2 separate regions of the Sus scrofa genome follow, and region 1 is linked to region 2. The links are chromatin contacts, called in public HiChIP or PLAC-seq maps. All regions are on one chromosome and are shown on one strand. Each heading gives the region's core, a stretch centred on a gene start, on an enhancer-like site or on the middle of the called end of the contact. The rest is flanking DNA. Distances are from core to core; before and after follow the strand shown. Region 1 overlaps ARID1A (AT-rich interactive domain-containing protein 1A). Region 2 holds the start of ARID1A (AT-rich interactive domain-containing protein 1A).

Region 1 (3,794 bases), core at 1,037-3,536, 51 kb before region 2:
TCGATACCTGACCTAGGAATTTCTACATGCTGCAGGCACGGCCAAAAAATAAAAAATAAAAAGATGAAATCCTGCCATTTGGGATTGCCATTCCAACATGGATGGACCTTGGGGCACTATGCTAAGTGAAATAAGTCAGGCAGAGAAAGACAAGTACTATATGATCTCAACTTATATGTGAATCTAAAACAAAACAAAAACCAAGCTCACACAGAACAGACTGGTAAGTGCCAGAGATGGGATGGGAGAAAAGGGTGAAGGGAATCAAAAGGCACAAACTCCCAGTTATAAAAAATTTGTAACTATGTGGGTGATGGATGTTAACCAGACTCATGGTAGCACTCATTTTACAATATATACAAATACTGAATCATTATGTTGTATATCTGAAGCCAATATAGTGCTGTATGTCAATTACACATCAATTTAAAAAGGCGGGGGGGAGGGGTAGTTCTCATCATGGCTCAGCGGCAACAAACCTGACTAGTATCCATGAGGACGTGGGTTTGATCCCTGGCCTTACTCAGTGAGTTAGGATCTGGTGTTGCCATGAGCAGTGGTGTAGGTAGCAGATGTGGCTTGGATCTGGCATTGCTGGGGCCGTGGTGTAGGCCGGCAGCTGCAGCTCGGATTCGACCCCCAGCCTGGGAACTTCCATATGCCATGGGCACAGCCCTAAAAAGCAAAAAAAGAAAAAAAGTGGGGGGGACCCACCAACCCACTAACCATTTCTATAAGGTCAGGGTGGGGCCTGCAGATGCAGAGGCTCTTCCAGCCATACTTCTGCTAAAAAACCAGGTTCTGTAAGTGAATGTCCTAGTCCAGCTGAGGGATCCCAGGAACCTGAAGAAAACACCGGCAACCCCTGGGGCTGGGCTCTCAGGGCCCCAGAGGCACCTGTGGTGGCAACAAGCTGGTTTCCTTCAGAGTCACTCTGAGGAGAGCTGTCAGTTTTGGAAAAATGCCCTGAGTTCCTTGGAGAAAAAGTGCTAGATGAACCACTGTCAACAGCAGCCCACGTGGGCTGGGATGCCTGGGCCTCAGAATAATAGTGGGGAAAGAATCAGCATTAATCTTCTCTCCCTCATTTGGTTGGTGTGAGGCCAGTCTCTCAAATTGTCATTTTCATCAGATGGTCAGCATGGGGCAAGCTGACTTTTTAAAAAAGAACCAGAAAGTTAGCATAGGAACATTACATTTATACTGACAATAACTATCACTTGAGCATCTGTGATATGCTGGCCATTTTATGGAGTTACTTCATTTTCTACAATTCTTGGAAGTCGAGACTTCTACCACTAACATGTTGAAAAGGAGAAAGCTGATATTCAGAGAGACTGGGTTACACATCTAAGCCATCTGGCAAATGGCAAGTGGCAAAAACTAAACTTTGAACCCAGATCTGCTGAACCCCAAAGCCTATGTTAATTCTCTTTCCATTATGCTATTATTTCCTCAATCATATGGACTGAGGAAAAAGCATCATACCCTTGAGTTAGGAGACCAAGGCCCAGCTCTTGGTACTTATCAGTTGCGACCTCAGGCAAGCTAGCAATAAGCTGGGCTTCAGTTTTTTCACTTATATGACAAGAGGCCTGAACAAATCTGAGTCTGTGACACCCCTGGGGCATTTGCATGAAACTCTGCTGGCACCATATGGTCAGGGCCACATGGAAAACCAATACCAGCAGCAATACCCTGGAATGAGACATACGACAACATACACAGCAGCACAAGATGTAAGACATACCCATCAGTCCCAGTGGCTAATCACAGTAAATGTTTTCATTAGGAAGTGAGAAGGACTGGTAAAGGCAGAAGACTCCAAAAGAAGTCTCCCCAGTCCTTATCTACATGAACAGATATTGACCGGAATTCCACATCCACTTACTGCACAGGACACACCTCTGCTTTCTACCCTACAAAAAGCCAGTTTTTCAGGTCTTTTGTTCCACGAAAAGCCGGATGTCTGGTTGTTGAGTCAGACTTCAATATGCCTAACAACTTCGGCTTTCTATAACACACTTATCACACAAAGTTCAATCAATTCAAGCCCCTATTGTTCCCTGGTGGGGCCACCTTTAGCATTTCAGCACTCAGGTTCTCAGTTCTCTCAAAAGGGCCCACCTAACAGATGCCTTCTAGGAGGACTGCTGAAAGCATTGTAGCAATGCCCTGTAAGTGGAAAGATCTCTTTTCCCAGGTTTGCTTTCCTCCAAGCATAATCCTGCTGGGGACGGGAGGTGAGGCTCAGCCCACTCAGTGCCCTGCTAGTTCCAAGGAAGCAGCAGGGCCAGGGAGAATTTCCTCACGTGTTTCCAACGTGTTTCATGCATTTTATTGCTCATCTACCATGCAGATCAAAAGCGCTGGAGCAGGTCCAACTATTTCACACAGAATCTCACACTCCAGGCTGGCTACAGCCCCGAAAGCCTTCGTTTCTTCACTTGAAATACTGCCCAGTGTTATTTTGGGATGTGACCTGATAGAGGAAGCCCACAGGGACTCCATGACGATAACCGTTCCAGCTGTGATTGGTTGCCCAGCCCCAGCGAGTGCCAGCATGAGTTTGTCAGGCTCTGCTGACAAACAGAACTTAGCAGCTAACACCTTCTCTTCACACCACAACAAAACCGTGCCCAAAATCATACAGTCCATACCTCATTGAGGATGTGTGTGTGTGTGTGTGTGTGTGTGTGTGTGTGTGTGTGTGTTGGGGGTTTTGCTAGCACTCTCACAGGAAGGGCTGCAAGTTCTAACATGAACTGGCTGTCTGATGAAGTACATTTTCAAGCAGGAAGATACCAGATCAGGGTTAGAAGAGGGAGGTTAAACAATCTCCTGACAGAGACTCACAAGGATACCAACAGCTCATTTTGCTGAGCAGATTAAATAACATCAATAAGCAAGTCTAAAGAACGACAGCAATGCTTGGAATCAAGGTTTTCTCACAAATTTGGCCGAATCTTGGAGAAATGGAGCTATGTTACCCCCCCACCCCCAGCTGGAGTTCTTGTATTCTTTCAGTTGTGAAGTGCCTTTGCCAAGTTGTGCCGACCACGGGCAGGGAAACCACCTATCCCAGGTGATCCTGCACACACGCTTGTATTGAGAGAGAGACAGAGAGACAGAGAGACAGAGAGACAGAGAGACAGAGAGAGAGAGAGAGAGAGAGGGAGAGAGAGAGAGAGAGAGAGAGAGAGAGAGAGAGAGAGAACCTTGGAATTTAGCCACACTCATTTAAATCATGACCCTTGGATGCAAAAAGTCCAAATGCACAGCCTGAAGTGACCAAATCTGCACTGGCAATTTGTCAGGTATTTCCCGCCTGCCTAATCTAACAGATCCATGGCCATGGAAGGAAATCCAGAAGAACACAGAAGAGGCTGGGAAACTTAACCTTTGAAGAAAGGCAGATGACAGGAAAGGAGGCAACAGTTTTTGACAAACTTTAAGGAAAGACAAACTTAACTGAGGAACTACTTAAGGCTAATAAGTTTTGGGGAGACCTGTTTTTTCATAAAGCTTTCTTTAAGAAACATATTTGTCAAGGGTCAGGGGAGGAAGAAGCTACCTCTATCGAATACTTCTAAAAAATATTCAGTACAATAATTCCATTTTCTCCTCAGTTTTTGCTAAATGGAAGGATGAGCGATCTGACCCACCCAGACTAGTGGGGATTCCAGAGTTAGACAGAACTGCTACACCGTTGTTCCAATGAGTGCTCACTGTCTAACAGATTAAATGCTATCCCTCTCTAGAGAGCAGGCTAGCCGATGCTGCTGAAATGCCAA
Region 2 (3,632 bases), core at 854-3,353:
ATTTCAGCTCTGGAATAAAAAGCAGATAGTGGCAGCGATGGTTTGGGTTATCACTGGCAGAAAAGCAGAGTGTAAAAGTTTATGAGCTCATCAGGATTGTTGTACCATTACATCAGAGGCAATTATAAATGGCCAAGAGCAGGAGATGGGGAGCCAATCAGATCACAGATAGGATGTCAACCTAAGACCAACTGTCTCCTGGCTTTGACAGAAGGATTTTACCTCCATAATTCAAATCCCAAACCAAAGCAATCTGCACTTACTACTCCAATCACTCAGCTGTTTACCAGCACTTCCAGGGAGAAGCCCAGGCCACTGGGCGGACAGAGACTAAGACAGGAGACGGCCCGGGCTGCCCTGGGTGAACCGCAGCCGGCCTCTAGCTGCCCCCAAGCAGGCCCCTGCCCAACCTCGAGGTCCCCCGAGCCCGAGGGGCCCCTCCTCGAAAGCACACTTAGGGGACGGCCCAGAGGAAGGTGGGGGGGGCGGGCAGAGAAGAGCAGCAGGTGAGCAAGAAACTGTTCACCCAACTCCCGAGCTCCTAGCACTGCCTACACCCTATCCTGACCCCCCAACACCCCCTCACCTCGGGCTGGGCCCTTTCCTGCACACTCTGCCCCGCACCCCCTTGAAGACCCCCGGAGCTGGAAGGGACCAGGGTAGAGGGAGAAGGGAAGCAGACACTTCTGGGAAAGCCCCACACAAAGGCTGAAGGGAGGGAAAGAGAGGAAGGCAGACAGGCAGCCATTTTAAGAGAGAAGAGCCAGACAATGGCAGCTCCCCAGCAGTGGGGGCCTCGGACTGGGGGTAACCCACGGCTCGGGCCTGCTCCCCGCAGCTGCCACCCACTCCCAGGACCCCGTTCGCCCCAGCCCCCTCCCCTCTCAGCCATGTACCTGCGGGGTCCGGGCGAGCGGCTGCCCCCCGCCGCCGCTGCTCCCAGGGCTCATGGGCGCGTGGTGGCTCCTTTGTTGGGCCCCTCCCGAGGCGGCCGCCACAGCCGCGGCAGCAGCAGCAGCCCCCCAGCACTGCGAGGCCATGTCCGCCGGGCCCTTGCCCGCGCCTCCGTCCTGGGGCCCGCCGCCGTAGTCGCCCCCAGGGTAGCCCTGGTAGCCCCGGGCCGAGCTGGGCGACGTGAGCAGTTGGTTGAGGGTGGGGGTGGCGGTGGGTTGGGGGGTTCCCCCTCCGGCCGCTGAGGGGCCGCCTCCCCCCATGGCCCCGAAGCGCTGCTGAGCGAAGGACGAAGACGACGAGGAGGCGGAGGCGCTGGAGGAGGGAGGCGGCTTGGAGCCGGCGGCCGCCGCCGCGCCGGAGCCCGGAGTGCCACCTCTCGGGGAGCTCAGCGCGTAGGCCTGGGGGGGCGGGGGGTAGGCGCTGCGGTTGGGGTAGTAGGAGTTGTACTGGTGGTTGGGGAAGCCGTGGTCGTGCGAGTTCTGCTGGGGCCCCGCGTAGGGCTCCAGGCCCCCGCCGCCGCCGCTCTGCAGCGCTGCCAGGCCAGGGCTTTGTTGTCCGCCATGTTGTTGGTGGAAGACGGCGGCCGCCGCGGCGGCGACGGCAGACGGGCTCCGGCCGTAGGGTTGCCCGAAGCCGTAGGCTGGGGGCGGCAAGGCGGCCGCCGCTGAGTGAGGAGGCGCCCCCACCCCATCGCTGCTGCCGCCACCGCCGCCGCCGGGCGGCTCCGTGAGGTTATTGTTCAGGGCGGGCCTAGGGCCCGCGTTCCCGTTCGAGTTCTTCAGGTCCGGCTCCGCACCGGGCCCGCCGCCGCCACCGCCGGCTCCGCCGCCGCCGCCGCCGCCACCCCCATTGCTCTCGGCCCCGTCCTGCAGCTCCTTTCCCAGTGGCTGCGGCGGCCCCACGGCGGGGCCCTCGCTTTCCTGCCCGGCGGCTGCCTTCATTTCCCCGCGCTCGGCCGCTGCCGCCGCCGCCTCGCCCCCCGCCTCCTCCCGCTGCTGCTGCTCCGCTTTCTTCAGCTCCGAGGGCGGCGGCGGCGGGTTGCCCAGGTTGCTGGCGGCGGCGGGGGCGACCTGCGCGGCCATGATCCCCGCTGTCTCGTCCGCGGAGAGACCCGGCCCTGTCTTCGTCTTCTCCCCCCTCCCACCCCGCCCCGGGGCCGAGTCCCCCGGGCTGCCCTCCCCACCCGCCCGGGCGGGCCTCGCGGGGCTCCGCTGCTGCGCTGCGCTCGCTCGCTCGCTCCTCTCCCCCCCGCCCCGCCGGCTCAGGCTCCGGGCTGGCGGCGGCGGAGGAGGAGGAGGCGGCGGCGGCGGCGGCCGAGGCGCCGGCGGCTCAGCTGCTCCCGGCTCTGTAGGCTCGGGACCCGGCTCTCCCGGCTCATTCCCCCCAAGCCCTTGCCTGGGAATGAGGGGGGCGGTGGAGGCTCCGCTCCCCAGGGCCTGGCCCCGCTGTGACTCTCCGCTTTCTGCTGCCGGAGAAAGGAGGAGGGAGGGAGGGGAGGGAGGGAGGCGAGGGGGAGGGGGGCGGGGAGGGAGGGAGCGGGGGGAGGGGGACCCGGGACGGGCGGGCTTGAGGGCGCGCGGCAGCAGCCCCGGCGCCGGGAGGCAGAGTCGGAGCGTGGGCCGGGCCGGGCGTCCTGCCTCCCCTCCCCGGCCTCGGCGCGGGCTGAGGCTGCTGCGCGGCAGCGGGCGAGCGAGCGGGCGGGCGGCCGGAGTGAGCGGCTAGAGCGCCCCACTCTCCTCCGAGTCCCCCTCACTCCGACACGAGGCTCAGCACTGCCATTTTACCCAGCGCCGTCGCGGCCTCCTGGCAAACCCGGAACGGAGCGCGGAGCGGGCGCAGGCCGTGGAACGGACTCGCTCCCTTCCCCTTACAAAGGAGGAGGGGAGAGAACCAGCCGCGGCGACGGCAGGCCCTCTGCCGCTTTCGCTCGGCAGCGCCGCCGCCGAAGCTTCGGGGAAAACCCGGCCCGGAGCTCACGCCTCTCCGGAGCCTGTGTCGCCTCCCTCCCGGCGTTCCTCCTTCTCCGGGTCGGTCCCTTCCAGGCCGCGCGGAGGTGAGCGGGCAGTGTGAACTTTACTCGCGGCTGCAAAATTGGCCTGAGCCCGAGACCGCGGCCGCCTCGGCCCGGGCCTGACCCCCTGGCAGCCAGCCTGGTCTCTTGGCTGCTACTTAGCACCTCTACAGCACTTTGCTTCTTCAAAGCCTTTTGCAAACCCGCTCCAAAGACCCAGCTGAGCCTTACATTTTTATCCCCTTTGCAACCTGCATGAAATGACAGATCACTGTTTCAGACGTTCAGTTTTCCCACTCCTCTGCCCTCATTAGCTGGTCCTCACAAGGCCCTGGGGGCATGAGGTCCATTATCCCCATTTTACAGAATCTTAAGACTTCTTGAGACTGCCCTGTGAAAGGGCAGAGGAGGGTGGCTTTAAAACGTAGCAGAGTCCCCAAAGCTGCCTGTTTACTTAACATTAAAAAGGAAAAAAGCAGTTAAGCTGTGCCATATCCAACAATGAGATCAGAATATCAGAATGGGTTTGAGATCAAAGCTGAGCATCTTAACACTGACTTAAAATGGTCACCACTGAAGCTACTTTGGGGATACATGACAGCATTTTAGCAGAACACAAGCTCCACAAAGGGGGACTTGAGCCCTAGTCTCCAAAGACAAGTACTTG

The links. HiChIP or PLAC-seq counts read pairs in DNA pulled down with a chosen protein or histone mark.
Region 1: a contact with region 2 is called in an H3K27ac HiChIP or PLAC-seq map of skeletal muscle. The contact joins the enhancer-like site here to the promoter of ARID1A in region 2. A contact is called at or near these places in 19 of 47 Hi-C or Micro-C datasets (adipocytes, blood, embryonic fibroblasts and 7 more) and 2 of 2 datasets of contacts at active chromatin or transcription factors (alveolar macrophages and skeletal muscle).

The regions. Positions count from the first base shown.
Region 1 is chr6:84,099,328-84,103,121 of Sscrofa11.1, reverse strand. All of the region lies in intron 4 of ARID1A (AT-rich interactive domain-containing protein 1A), which reads right to left. Among named protein-coding and RNA genes, the nearest start is that of PIGV, 29 kb to the left of the region's middle. Within about 2 kb of position 2,286, at least 26 of the 83 cell types and tissues checked have an H3K27ac peak or open chromatin away from gene starts, as enhancers often do. A contact at or near this core is called in liver and skeletal muscle, where this site is marked.
Region 2 is chr6:84,048,200-84,051,831 of Sscrofa11.1, reverse strand. It overlaps ARID1A (AT-rich interactive domain-containing protein 1A), which reads right to left and starts at 2,103. Exons shown (of 20, transcript XM_021095630.1): 1 at 897-2,103. The coding sequence starts at 2,036.